Regions from separate parts of the Mus musculus genome. Here region 2 is linked to region 1. The links are chromatin contacts, called in public HiChIP or PLAC-seq maps. All regions are on one chromosome and are shown on one strand. The core of a region is the stretch at or near the end of the contact, and the rest is flanking DNA. Distances in the headings are between cores, read along the strand shown.

Region 1 (7,809 bases), core at 840-3,339:
GATCTAGCTCTCCCCTGACAGACTGCAGGAGCACTTCCTTATTCGTGTTGTGGTTACTTCCAGTCTTCTGCTCATTGACCCAGTCATTAACATCCGGGAATGGCCCTTGTAGTCTCGGGTGTTTGAACACTTGTTTGGGGAGGGTTAGAGGAAACAGCCTTGCTGAAGAAATATTACTGTTGGGGACCTGGGGTGGGGCTCACAGCTAAACTCCTCATGACACTTAATCTCACTCTCTTTGCCTCGTGTGTGGTTGGAAGATGTGAACTGTTAGCTTCCTGCTCCACATGCCATGTCTTTGCTCCTCTGAAACTGAAGCCCAAATAAACACTCCCTTCCTTCAGTTGCCTTGGTCTGGCCATTTTGTCGCAGCCATGAAAATAACTAATCCGGTGGCTACTCGGGCAGGCCTGTGATACACCAGCATTTCTAGGCCCAGGAATGTGAACATGACTGGTAAGGTCCCCACAGCCCACCTTCCAGAGTTTATCCAGCCCATACTGCTGATGTAGGCAGGGCTGTAACAGGCCTGAGATGCTTGTCTGTGCTAGCCACACATCCCATGGAGAAGACTCGATCTGTGCACACAGTGCTTTCTGCAGCAGCCATTGTTATGACGAACTGCAACAGCAGCAGCCACTCCGTCCGACCTCCACATTGCTTGCGGTTTTTCCGGCTCTCGCTTTGTTCCCATTGCCACGGTAAAACACCCTGACGGAAAGCAACTTAAGGGAGCAAGGGCTTATGCTAGCTCACAGTGCCAGTTTTAGTCCATCACAGCAAAGAGGTGCAGGAAGTCAGAGCCGGTCACGTGCACAGTCCAGAGGAGAGAGAATGAGGCATGCGTGCTTGTGGCTCAGCCAGCTTGCTCTCCTCTTAAATGGTTCAGGGCCACCAGAGACCAGAGGGACACCAGAGAGTGGTGTTCCTCGATTTCAGGCCGGGTTGTCCCATACCCATTAAGGCAATCAAGACAACTCTGCCCCCCAGACATGCCCACAGGCCAGCCTGGCCAGACAGTCCTTCAGTGAGACTCTCTTCCCAACCATCTTGTGTCAAGTTGACAGTTAAACTAATTATCACAAACGCCTCCTCGAGTGTGATGCGTTCCTGTTCTGCCTTTCAAACAGGTTGATGCCAGTTACGCAGTGGGCAGTGTCTGGGCGAGGCCGGTACCTCCCAAGCTTCACACTCCTCCTCTGGATAGCGCCGTTTTGTTCCGTTGATAAGCACAAAAGTGGGACTTATTTTTTTAACACCATTTATTTGATTACTGTTAAATTGTAACCTGTGTTTCTCTTGTGTGCTTCAATCCTTTGCATTGTTAGTTATTATGGCTCCTGTGCTGTGATGGCTCAGACCTCAGATCCCAGCCTCACACAAACCCACAAACCTGGCTTGTTTAACTAGTCCCTGGTCACGGAGAACCCAGAAAAGTGCTGAGACAAGGAAGAGCGGGGGCTCATAGGCATCGTCACTGAGAGGCTGCGCCTCAGTACAGATAGTAAGGATTCAGTTCTGGCCACTGTGTGCCCTCCTGGCTCCAACTGTGTCTCACGGGTGACTCTAAAGTGAACTGTGAGAGCTCAGATGCAGCTAGTGTCCCTGGAAATAAGACCCAGCATGCAGGGAGTGCGCTAGGCAAAGACGGGGAGAGTGCCAGGAATCCTGGTGTCTGGGAGTCTGGGAGGCTCTGGTTCCTCATGGGGAAATGGGTCTGTTATGATTGTGCCACACGCCTTGAAGAGCAGAGATGACTTTTATAAAGGACCTCAAATAAACGCACCCCACAAGTGTTAAGTCAGGACAGAAAAAAACACAGCTGTCACCTGAGAAGAAAGTGGTCCCCTCACTGCTGAGGACCCGTTGCCAGCATTGGTGTTCCCGTAGGTGGCTCCTTCACACTGTCCCATGGAATTCCCTGGGGAATTTTATCTCCTGGAAATAAAATAGAGGCTGATCGGTGATCTCCGACTCTTCTCTAGACCAAATCTTTTGAACTCCGTGGTCTGCAGCCCGGCCTCTCTCCACTCCCATGTTACACCAACAGAGGGGAAGTTGCGTTTGTTGACTGCTGTTTCAGGGATGGGAAAGGAATGTAATGTATGTGTACACTGCCCAGAATTTCCTGTCAGACGCCCATTCCAGACCGCGGCCTGGGAGGCGGTCCAGAGATAGGAGCCCGTTCTAGGAGGGAAGAAATGGTGCATTCATTTCTGTGTGGGCCTCCCTCCGGAAAGGGCTCGCCTCACCCTCCGTTCTAGAGGGCGCTTGGCTTTCTCCAGTGTGATGTCGTTGTGAGTTCAGCAGTAGTACGGTCGTCTCTTTAGGGCAGTAGTTAATGTGCTCTGCTCTGGCGGTCCTGTGAGTGAAGCCACAGCCCTAACTTAAGGCACGGTTGATGTTTCATGCCGAAGCTGTAACTGTATGAGCATCCACAGGAATGCTGGGCACGGAGCTTATTGATCTAGATCTGCTATGGATCGCTGTTGTGCATGTGGTGGTGGTGGTGGTGGTGGTGGTGGTGGTGGTGGTGGTGGTGATGGTGGTGATGGTGGTGGTGATGGTGGTGATGGTGGTGGTGATGGTGGTGATGGTGGTGGTGGTGGTGGTGATGGTGGTGGTGGTGGTATGCAGGTACATCTGCCTCCCTTAGGGAGAATGTTGGGCATCCTGCTCATTCCCCAGAGACAGGGTCTGAACCTGGAGCTTAGTTAGCAGCAGCAAGCCTCAGCAAGCATCCTGTCTCCATCCCTCATGGGGCTGGGGTTACCGTTGCTTTTGAAATGGGTGCTAGGCATGTAAGCTCCCATGCTTGCCCAGTGATTGCTCCCACCCACTGAGCCAGCCCCCACCCCCACACGGATTACTTAGGTTTGATAAGTCGACTCATTGGAGTTCTAAGCCATCCTGTGAGAAAGGATGGATATTGGAAGTGCTCCGCTGTGAGGGCACAGAGACGTTTGTCAAGATGACCCCGAAGCTCCTTGCTAAATGCACGGACAGACCTAGGGACGTCTGTAGTCGGCTTAACCGAAGGTGCCTGGGTAGTAATGTGTGACTTTCCTCTGGACTGTGCTGTCCCGGGGAATCCAGCCCCATGCCAGAGAGAGGCAAGCCTCACGTCATGGGAACTAAAGGCAGACCTTAGTGTTTGCTGCTGCGAAGATGTCCTTCATGGAGAGGAACTTAACATGGAGGTGCTTACATCAAGCAGCGAAGTCAGATGCTGCTGTTTGTCCCAAACTCCTTACTTGTAATTAAATTTGTTCTTGGACCCCCTTTGCCCCACACCCCTGTTCTCCCCACAAGCCTCTCATGTTCATGTCTGTTCATCTGGCTCTGTGACTCACTGAGCCAAGCCAGTGTCCCCTGTGTGACCGTGGGTTTGGAGATGTTCATCGGGACCTGGTGAGGTCACATCTGAAGACAGTGAATCCCCCCCTCCCAGGATCTATCAGTCACCAGCCATTCTGCGGTTACACCCCCTGAACTGTCCCTCAGCAGTGCAGAGGTGCGGCAGCTAAGACATGTGAGTCAGATCGGAGGGGAGGAAGGAACAAAGCCATGTGGTAGCCACGCAGGGTGGCGACCACGCAAAGCCTGCGTGCGTGCAGACCCCAAAGGTCCTGAAGCCAGGGTGGGCGGTCCCGAAACTTCTCAGCCTGATCCTGTCTACAGAAAATGGAAGGCCTGTGGTTATGTGGCATGTGGCCGGTCTGGGGACATTTCAACATTTCTGGAAACTGTAAGGACACCAGAGGATCAGGAAACATAAAACACTGGCTGAAATTGCCCTCGCCCTGTGTAGACGCCACTCCACTGTAGCCTCCCCCGCTGGCATAAACTCAGCCAAGACTCACACTAGTCTCACTGGGACGCTGGAGCACCGACCCCATGGCCAGCCTTGGAGACGCTCCTCGTGGATTCCATGATTGTAACACTTCATGACACACTTCATACATGATGTCCTAGGAAGGACCTGAGGTCAAGGTCCGACAGGAGCCTCATGCAAAGCAGATAGGTTTTGCTCGCTGCCTTTTATACCGATGTTTGTGTATCCCAAAATGTTCTCTGCGCTGGAGGTGAAGCTGGAAGGGGCCACTTAGTGTTCTAAGTTTGGAATCTACATCACCCAAACCAAAATGGGTCTGCCTACATGTTTTCTCCTAACGCCAGGCTGTCTCCGTGAGCACAGTCATCTGGTTACAGGCTAAATTCTCACAGTGCACGGCGAGTCGCTGCTGTACGGAGCCCAGGTCAGCTGTCGGTTTGATTCTGTTTTAAGCTGCCGCAGGCGCAGCGTGGCGGGAGCTGTTGTTCTTTGCCTGGTGGTGATCTCTAGGTGGATGAAGTCATATGGCTGACAAGTGAGGACTGAAACTGGGGTTCCCTCCTCCTTCCCGGTACCTGACGAGTGCTTAGTTTGAGGGAAGTCTATTGTTTACTGTTTTGTGCACATGTGTACATGTGCTCTTAAGCACTCACGAATGTGTCTGTGTGTGTGTGTGTGTGTGTGTGTGTGTGTGCGCGCGCGTACACGTGCGCACTCGAGTGCTCGGGTCAGAGGTCAGTGTCAAATGTCCAAATGTCCTCAACCGGTTTTCCAGCCTGTTTGTTTCAAAGAGGCTCTTTCTGAAACTAGTGCTCACCAGTTTGGCCAGATCCAGGGATCCTCTGTGTCTGCCTACCAGTTACAGGGAATACACGAACGCACCACCACACCGGGGTCTTTACGTAGAAGCTGAAGCTCCACACTCATGTACCCGTGACTACAAAGCAACCGCTTTAGCAACTCGGCCACCTCCCCAGCCCAACAGTCCTTTTGACTGGGGACCAGGCTGGGTGTGTGGCCTGCAGCATTTGTAAAGGTCAGAGAGGAACTCTGGGGAATTAGCTGGTCCTTCTCCTTCCACCTTGTTGCGCCAGGGCCATGCTCCAAGCTAGCCAGTTGGAGTAGGATGTTCTGTCATCCTCATCTGCCGCCGTTCCGTGCGTCTGTGAGCTCTGGGATACCAACTCAAAGCCCTGTTCTTGCATAGCAGACACATTATCCACTGAGCCTTCTCCACAGCCCTTCTGGCAACCTCATTACTCTCTGGTAATTACGCGCTCGTCACACTAAACTCTCCCCACACCACTGTTCTTCCCTCCCCCTGCTCTCTCCATAACAATTTATAGAACTCTCATCCCTTCTCAGAAGCCGGTCCTTCCTGTCTTGGTGACACATGTTCATGCTGGAGAGGCTGAGGCAAGCAGATTGCCACAAGTTTGAGGCAAACCTGTCTCGCGTTAGAATCTGGGTTAGCCAGAGCTTCATGGCAAGTCGTTTGTCAACAACAAACACAAGAACAAAACGGAAAAAAAGGAGGGGATGAAGAAATCGAATTCCTCTCTGTCTTGAGCTCCAGCAGTGCCCTGAACTGACCCATCAAGGCACAGCACTTTCTGTAACTAGATTTTGTATTCACATTCAAATGTCTCTCATTAGCTGGGACACACCTCCGCCTGTAGAGACCTTGCTCAGCCTCCAGGCTCTGCACCCACTAGCCTGGGAGCTTCCATTCTCAGAACTGAGCCTTGCCATTGACAATTATGTAAACCTAGTGCAGACTGGCTCCGGGTAAAAAGGAATTTGGTTTTACATAATTAAAAACAACACAATGGTCTAGTCTTGATAATACTTCATCTTGGGAGCTTTGTCTCAGCTTTGGCTTCATGCATTAGAGGCAAGGGTGGCGACCAGCTCCAGGCTTCTTAAGAAACCCAGCTAATAGAGGAGACCTATGACAGCGTCAGCAGGCATCCCAGACAAGACCCTCCTCGGCCTGAGTTCCGTTGTATGGTGAGGTCGAAGCTCGCTGAGGAAAACAGCCGCTTGGTAGGGTTCTAGCAGGCGGAAATTGTCAGATGTATGCCATATTCCCCATCAGTAATTGGTATTTTAATGATGTCCCTTCCTGCTATTCTACCCAGAGAAACTAGGGAGACATTCTACAGCTCCCATCCTGTAGGATCAGGGACTCAGTTCCTCTGAGAAAAGGGGAGCTCCCATGGCAACGACTCTGAGGCTTATTGGTGGATGCTTCCAGAAGGCTCCGGCCCTGTGGAAAGAGAGGACCACATCCACGGGCGGGAAGCAGGCTGTGGTGATGTCTAGAAGGACGCAGTAAGGCATATCCGGAAGAACGTCGTATCTTTGTTACCTCTTGTCACACCTTCTCCAGGAGACACAGGAGGACCGTGTGTAAGACCATAGTCAGCCCCAGCCTTCCCACCACCGGCCATTCTGTTCTGCTCATGTCTCCTTAGGGAACTGAAGATATTTGAGTCACAGAATTGTTTGCTACCTCTGCCAAAAGTCTCCCTTTGTTCACCTTAGGAGGCCTGGCCATAGTGGGGGAAAAGGGCAGATGCTGGGCTCTGCCTCGGGCATGACCTCATCATCACAGTGGAGGAAGAGATGGTGGTCCTTCATAGCCTGTGCTGCCCTGAGCCTTGGGGAAATGGCAGTCATGCATCTCAGGGCACCTTGATGGGAAAATGTGCTAGATCTGCCGGGCTCCTTGAATGCTCCTCCCTGGTGCTTCTCCTTGAGTGCTCCTCCCTGGTGCTTCTCCTTGAGTGCTCCTCCCTGGTGCTCCTCCTTGAGTGCTCCTCCCTGATGCTCCTCCTTGAGTGCTCCTCCCTGGTCTTCTTGAGTGCTCCTCCCTGGTGCTCCTTCTTGAGTGCTCCTTACTGGTGCTCCTCCTTGAGTTCTCCTACCTGGTGCTCCTCCTTAAGTGTTCCTCCCTGGTGCTCCTTTTTGATGAGCACCATAGGGACAGGAGTCCCTGGGCCAGCTGCAGGCTGGGCAGGAACAGTGCTCAGCAAAGAGCTAAGCAAGGCCTTCAGTGGGAAATGAACTGCCAGGGAGTGGAGAGGGAGTGTGGACGCTGCCTCTTCTCTCTTGAGACCCGTGTTCTCTCAGAAAACAGCAGCCAGAAGAACACACTGAACACCAAGCCCCTCCTTTTACCTTCCCCACTCTGCATCCGGTGTTTAAAGCAACCGAATAGAATTATTTCCCAAGATTTGTCTAGTTTTGCTTTTAAAGTACAGTTTATATAACTGAGACCTGTTATGGTAAGTGCGTCTCTCAGTCGACAGATGCCAGCAGAAAGAAAAACATTTACTTTCGTAATATCCAGCCTTGATCCAGAACGTAACAGCAGAATCACTTTTTTTCTTCCAAGCAAACATCGGTAAAGGCCGATGAGATGGCTCAGCAAGCAATGCTGCTTGCTGCAGAGCCTAGTGAACTGAGTTCAAACCCCAGACCTATATAGCAGAGAGAACTGACTCCCACAGTTGTCCTTCAACCTGCGCGCGTGCACACACACGCACACAGGCTAAGTAAATAAATAATACATTTTTAATAATGAATAAGAAAAAAAGAAAAGAAGCAAATAAGCTAAATAAACTCCTAAATGAAATTATCTTAAAGGTTCACTTTATTTTTAATTATTTATGTATGTGTATATGCAGTGCCCACAGAGGTCAGAAGAAGGTGTTGGATCCGCTGAAGCAGTGAGAGCCTCCGCACTGGGGACCAAACTTAATTCTTTACAAGGGCGTTACACACCTTCTATTGCTGAGCCACCTCTCCAGCCCCATAAAAGATATTTTTTTCAAGAAAAGAAAGACTACTGGTAATTCAAGAGCCAGCATTTATTGAGTGCTTGTCGTTATTAGACTCTATTCTAAACACTTAATATAAAACATGTTAATTCTCATGACACAAGCTTGTGAGATATGGCTGTTTCTAAT
Region 2 (6,979 bases), core at 3,679-6,178, 50 kb after region 1:
TGAGGAGAGGGACTTTTGGGGAAACCTGACTATCATTAAGCTGCTGGGGCTGGCTTGTGCTAGGTGGAGTATAATTCCCAAACTAGGAGCTTGTAGGGGTGTCACCACTGGGAAAGAATGTCAGTCACTTATTTATTTATTTATTTATTTATTTATTTATTTATTTATTTATTTATGGTTTTTCAAGACAGGGTTTCTCTGTGTAGCCCTGGCTGTCCTGGACTTACTTTGTAGACCAGGCTGACCTTGAATTCACAGAGATCACCTGCCTCTGCCTCCCAAATGCTGGGATTAAAGGTTTGTGCTGACTGATTGTCAGCTCATTTTTTTTAAAGAGCCTAAGAAATGACCCTAAGGTCATTCACCAGGGGCGCCAGAGTAGGGGCAGAGACCGACTGTGGAGAAAATGGCATGCCCTGCTTCCATATGGTACACATGCCTGCTTGCACACACAGACATATAGAGACACACGCATTCACACATATACACAGATACAGAGACACACACACACTGTGAGGCCACAGTGACTGCAGTACATCAGCCACCACCCTTAAAGACATAGCACCGATAAAGTCTCCCTCTCAACAGGTCCACGTTCCACCTGGGCATGGAGAAGGGTCCAGTCAACAGAGTTTCCAGTTGAGGACATGAAGCAGGAAGTAGCAAATGACTGCTTCCCTGTGGGCAGTGGTATTTCAGCGATGAGCCCTGGGGAGGCAGTACCTAGGGAAAGGACACCAGGAAGATAAGCGGCATGAGGAAACAGAGCAAACTGAGCTGGGTGCCTTCAAGCTATGGAAAGGACGCACAGCTAGAAATGTGAGCAATGGAAGGCATGGCTAGATATGCAACTGAAGGGTGTGGCCAGATATACAGCGGGAGGGCGTGGCCAGATGTAATGTGGGCCTCACTGTAGGTCTAGCAGCACATACTTGGGGATAAATGAGAGAGAGAGAGAGAGAGAGAGTGAGAGAGAGAGGGAGAGAGGGAGAGAGAGAGAGAGACCTCCCTGAAGCTGGTCAAAATAGGACAGAAAGTGATGATGGAGGGGGCGGGGGGGTTGCTTATGAGTATATAGAGATATAGAGATTTACTTCCAGTTTTATTCTCTAAGTATGCATGTGTGTCCCCGTGTTTGTATGTGTATATGTGTGTGTGGTGTGTGTGAGAGTGTATGTGTGCCTGTGCCTGTGTTTGTGTAACTATGTATGTGTGTATATGTGTATGTGGTTTGAGTGTATGTCTTGAGTGTCTGTGCCTGAGTGTGATGTGTGTCTGAGTGTGTGTGAGTATGTGTTATTTTATGAGTGTGTGTGTTGAGTCTGTGTGTTTGTATGAGTGAGTGTATGTCTATGTGTATGGATGTGTTTGTGTGGGAGTGTGTGTGTATGTATGCGGCCTGTGTATGTGTGTGCATGTGTGCATGTGTGTTTGTGTATCTGTGTCTGTTTGTCAGGAGTTGGGGGCAGGGGTGTTGACATGTTCACAGGTGCAGTTGCCCTTTCGGAGGCCAGAGGCTGACATCCAGATGGCTTCCTCAGTGGTGTCTCCAGGTTACTTTTTGAGGCGGTATCCCTCACTGAACCTAGACCTCACCTAGTGAGCCCTTAGGTTCCTGTCTCCTCCCCGCCCCATTCCACCCCGGCCTCAGTGCTGGGCTAAGGTGTGAGCTACCACACTCAGCTTACACAAGTCCTCATGCATGTACAGTGAGTGCTCTACCTGCTGGGCCATCCTGTCAGCCCCATCAAGTTCTTATTTGCAAGCTGGGGAGGTGGAGATGTGTGTGGATGTTGCTGACAGTGTCCCTGTGCCACAGAGTTGTACACTTAAAGATGTAGGGTGATGCACACTTTTAGTCCCAGCAAGCAGGAGGCAGAGGTTGTGGGATCTCTGTGAGTGGGAGGCCAGCCTAGTCAACACAGTAAGACTCTGTCTCAAAAAGCAAAACAACGAAAAACTGTCAGGGTAAATATTTTTGTTTTGTTTTGTTTTCTGAAAGTGGAGCCCACTCTGTAGCCCACACTGGCTGGACCTTGCAATCTTCCTGCCTCTACCTCGAGGTGCTGTGATTGTAGGTAGGCGCCTCTATGCCTAGCCCTAGGATGGTTTTTAGTTTTAATTAATAAAAATAATAAGAATTTTCTACAAAGCAAGTTCCAGTTTTGGTTTGGATTTTTTTTGTTTGTTTGTTCTGTTTTGTTTTGTTTTTTCCCAAGATGGAGTTGGTTTGTTCTGTTTTGTTTTGTTTTTCCCCAAGATGGAGTTGGTTTGTTCTGTTTTGTTTTGTTTTTCCCCAAGATATAGCCCTGGCTGTCCTAGAACTCACTTTGTCGTCCAGGCTGGCCTCAAACTCACAGAGATTCACCTACCTCTGCCTCCTGGTTGCTAGGATTAAAGGTGTGCTACACCACTGCCTGGCTTATTACTTTAATGTGATATATGCACTTTAAGATTCCAAACAAGGACACAATGTATTTTGATGATGGTCGGCCCCTGCTCATCTGCCTAACTCCTTTCCAGCCCACCGCCACACCCACGGGATCCAGGAGAGCGACAGACTTGAAGTATTCAGTTGTCTCTCTCTATCTGCAGGTTCCACAGCCGTGGATTTGATTAACTTCAATAAAGCCACTGGAGAGAAAGTTATGATTACTAAACTTGGTTAGACTGCTTTCCTTGTCTGTCCCCTGGGTGTGACAACTGTGTACAGCATTACTCTGTCTTCAGTAAGTGGCCTAGATATGACTGAGAATGTAGGGAAGGCTGAGGGAGCCATGTGTAAGCACTAGCTCATCATCTTGTGTGACGGGCTTAAGCAGCCTTCCATTCTTATATCCGTGGGGGAACAGAATTAGTCTTCTTACAGATATCAAGGCATGGCCGTATCTTACCATGAGTTGTAAAACTATGAGTGGGGCCCTGGAGGAGGAAATGCTAGCACACTCCTATAATCACAGCATTCTGAAGCTGAAGCAGGAGGATTGCCACAAGTATGAGGCTAACCTGGGCTACATATAGAGAGACCTTGTCTCAAAGGAAAAAAGGAGGGCGGGAGGGAGGGGGAAGGAGGGAGAGAGCGGGGAGGAGGGAGAGAGGGAGGGGAACGAACCAGGCCTGAAGGTAAACTGTGATCACAGTATTGGAGGAGGATAATCATTAAGTAGTTTGTGGTCATCCTCAGCTGTTCAAGGAGTTCATAACTTGAGTTAAATCCACTGGGACCTACATAGTGGAAGGAGGAAACCAGCCCACAAGTGACCCTCTGGCCTCCATACTCCACATGGCCTCCATACTCCACACACCCCATGACTTCTGTGAAAGTTCTCTCTCTCTCTCTCTCTCTCTCTCTCTCTCTCTCTCTCTCACACACACACACACACACACACACACACACACACACACACAGAATAATAAATAAATAAATCCAAGAACAACAAAAATGTAATCCAAGTCCCTCTGGCGGCTGTGAGAAGGAAGATGCAGGACCAGGGAGGCCAAGACAGAGGGTGACTCATGCCACCAACTGGCTGAAGCTGGCTCCCAGAGCAGGGCAGTATGCAGGAAGCAATGTGACTACCCAGTCCAGGGAGAAGACCATGTTTAGGTGGGGGGTCGGGGGATGAGAGAGGGGAAGAGGCTGGGAAACCAGGGGTCTTTCACCCTTGGGCCTGGAACTTGCAAGTAAAGTGGACAATGGAGAGGGACTGAGGTCTGGGCTGTGTACACGCTGACCCTTAGAGACCCCAGAAGAGACAGATGGAGAGAGAAGAAGGGGAAGGTGTTACCGGAACCAGCCAACACTGGCCACACAGAAGTGAGAGTCCAGCAGATTGGGAAAGGGGAAAGGGGATGGTGACACGGGACATGGGGACAGGGGACAGGTGACTGAGAGCACAGAGGAAGCCCAACACTCTCTACTGTGAGCCAGACACAGGACTAGCCAAGTTCCTCGTGACACAGGCTTCCTTTACACACAGCTAACCCACAACCGTGTCTCTTGCATATGTCCATCTGTCTATCCCAACCCTCAGGAGGCTGAGGCAGGAGGACTGTGAGTTTCAGGACAGCTTGGGCTATACAGTATGACACTGTCTGACCAAAACAAAGCAAAATAAAACACATACACACACTGACCACTGGGCACAGGCTGGCCCAGAGTTTCTGGAGTGTCTAGTCCTGAGCCATGAGACTTTGTAAGTGAAGAATCCGCTGCAGAGAGAGGTCTTGCATACTGTCTGCAGGCAGGATCTAGTGGGGTTGAAGGGAAGGCATGTGCTGGCTGACGCTGGCTGTGACTGAGATCTGTGCTGTGACAGGCAGGAGGTAAAGGAAAGTTGTGTCCCAGGCATTTCTGGAAGGTTCTATTTCCAGCGTCCTCCTATCCCACAATCAGGAGTAACAGAGGGGCAGCCAGGGTGTGGAAGGGATCTCCTTGCTGTAGACTCCACCGGCCTCTCCCACGATGGATATCAGGCTCCCTGGGGACCTCTGTGCTGGGCAGCCAGCCCGAGATGGGAGGTCGGGGTCAGAAATTCTGGGAGGCAGCCCCGGGCGTTTCCTCCACCTCCTAAAATGACCTTCATATCACTTGACTCACTATGGTGGTCTGAACCTCTAGATCCAAAAGGAGCCCAACCCGCGGGGGTAGGGGGGCGGTTGCCCACTTGAGCTCCCCAATGAGAAATCGGTGTATTCCACAGTCCACCTCAGCCTTGATCAGGCCTCCACCCCTAGCCTTCTCTGCCCACTGGTACCGAAGAAGTAATCTACCAGGCCACGGGAAGGGGGCTGGCTCCCAGACGGCTTGGTCAATATTTATTGACTGACTAACTCTGAATGCCCTCCCTGTCCATGCTGCACAGAGCACGGGGTGTGTCCTGCAAGGCGGGAGCTGGGATTGAGTTACAGTTCGGAGGGAGGGGCCTAGTGTTGCCCACAGGCTGAGTGAAGGAAGGTGCAGAGGCAGTTCCCAGAAGGTAGGCCTGGACTGGGGTGGGGGTGGGGGACCCGGTAGAGGGGTTGCTGGGAACGCAGAGGGAAGGCATGGCGTTCTAGGGCTCGGGGATCATACAGCGGCTGAAGGCTGGTAGGATTGAGGGCAGCCCCACGGTGAGAACGCTTGGCTATCTGCGCGTGGGTGGAGGAGGACCACTGTGGCAAGCCAGCGTGAGAGGAAGAAGCGGCGGGTTTTGCGTGGGTGGGCTCTCTGTCACCCCCCAGAGTCAGTTCGCCTGACTCACGACCCTCCAGCAGGCTATGCCCTCCCTTCCTGGAAGTTAAGCAAAGGAATCTCGAGGTCTACCCTCAAGTACACCTTGTTCAGGAGGAGGGGTCGGCTGGAAGGGAGAAGGGTCACCTGAAGGAAGGCGACAAACGACAAGACAAGCGGCCTGGCCGCCAAGGAGACTGGGACCCCCTCCCCCCCACACACACACACACAGTGGGTTAGAGCCCCTGCGGAGAGGGGCAGAGAGAAAGCCAGTGTCGGAGAGAAAGGAACTTCACCCTGGGAAATGAGAGGGCTTCTAGGAGGGCAGGGGGTGGGGGAGATGGGGTCCCCATGGGGGATGTACTGGTAAAAGGGGACACACATGGGCTGGGGCTCTCGTGAGCCACGGGTGACTCCGTGGGAAGAGAAGAAACCTCTAGCGGGAGGGGAGGGAACACAAAGTGTAAGAGGAGTAAAGACACCCCGTGCTTTAAAGTTCTCTTGCCTCCTCTAGCAAGAGGGATGGGGGCTCAGCTCCAGTCTGACTCTCCAGGCTGTGGGTTTTGGGGCTCCTTCCCAGCCACCCCTGGGCCACTGCTGCCCCTCTCTGAGAAGCCAGGTTAGACACTGCTTCCAGCTGCCAATATGCCCTCCTCTTCTCTGTGGCCCCGAAGTTGGACGGTGTCCTTCCCACTCCACTGTGGCCCTTAGAGCTACCTGGCCACTACCTTCTGGCTCTGTGCCTCGGGTCTCTGTCTGTCTGGGTCCCTAATCATTTTCCTGTAGCTGGTTTGATGTATAGACTCTGTCCTTGCTGAAGGGTCCTGTTGCAAGTCACTATACCCACCATGGTGTGCCATGTTCTCCGTTGCTGGAAAGGACCATTGTGTGACCACTGTGCCCATCCATCATATATGTCATTGTCACACAATGACCTCAACTAGAGGTGCTGCTGGCACGCCTGGTGACTCCCTTGGTCAATCAACAACTATCTATGGACTCCTTCTGTTCCATGTCGGGAGAGCCATGCTAACAGCACACAGGCTCTCCCATGACATGCCCAGCCCACAGCCTCCTCTGCTGTGACTCAGTGTGGACAGTCCCCCGGCCACACCCTCTTTCCAGGCCACCTTGTCCTGAGCCTAGCCCTCAGGGGCCCTAAACAAAGGAGTAAAGAATTCAGGCACCTGTGGCTCTGTAACTCTTACCTCGCCAAGTCCTCTCACGGTCACATGGGGCAGCGGGTCTGAGGGTGTTCTTGCTATGGTAGAGCAGAGCTGGATGTTCAAATTAAGAGAAAGGAAGTCAGTCACTGCTGCACCAGGGCCACCCACTCAGGAGACTCAGAACCCAGTGACTGTGTCTGCTTAGCGAGCTGCCAGGACTTCAGTTAGATGTGGGAAGTTGCATTGAGGAAAAACAAAATACTTCAACTACACACCCATCCAACTCGTGGCTGCTTGCGGTTTCCAAAGGGCTGGACAGTGAAGAGATAACAGATAGTGATAACAGAATGAACCCCGTCCCATCCCCGTGGCTCCCTGCACCCCATCCCTACAGTCCCCCTGCACCCTGACCCCACAGCCCCCTGTACCCCACCCCTACAACCCCCCTGCACCCTGACCCCACACCCCCTGCACCCCATCCCCACACTCAGATTTTCAGAGCAAGGAATTTGCAGAGCCTGTGTATAGAGTTCAGCCATCTTTCAAGGCTGGATCAGGAAGGCCTATGATTCATTGACCCAACCTTCTCAGGTCACCTGAG

What was found. HiChIP or PLAC-seq counts read pairs in DNA pulled down with a chosen protein or histone mark.
Region 2: an HNF4G HiChIP or PLAC-seq map of pancreatic cancer cells shows a contact between it and region 1. The contact joins the promoter of Vill here to the enhancer-like site in region 1. A contact is called at or near these places in 5 of 115 datasets of contacts at active chromatin or transcription factors (double positive thymocytes, embryonic stem cells, extraembryonic endoderm stem cells and 2 more) and 3 of 9 other capture datasets (adipose tissue, liver and pancreatic islet).

Annotation. Positions count from the first base shown.
Region 1 is chr9:119,000,337-119,008,145 of GRCm38.p6, forward strand. All of the region lies in intron 1 of Ctdspl (CTD (carboxy-terminal domain, RNA polymerase II, polypeptide A) small phosphatase-like), which reads left to right. Among named protein-coding and RNA genes, the nearest start is that of Gm33645, 21 kb to the right of the region's middle. Within about 2 kb of position 2,090, at least 95 of the 459 cell types and tissues checked have an H3K27ac peak or open chromatin away from gene starts, as enhancers often do. A contact at or near this core is called in adipose tissue, extraembryonic endoderm stem cells, pancreatic cancer cells and 1 more, where this site is marked.
Region 2 is chr9:119,047,850-119,054,828 of GRCm38.p6, forward strand. Vill (villin-like) reads left to right here and starts at 4,929. Exons shown (of 20, transcript NM_001164567.1): 1 at 4,929-4,979.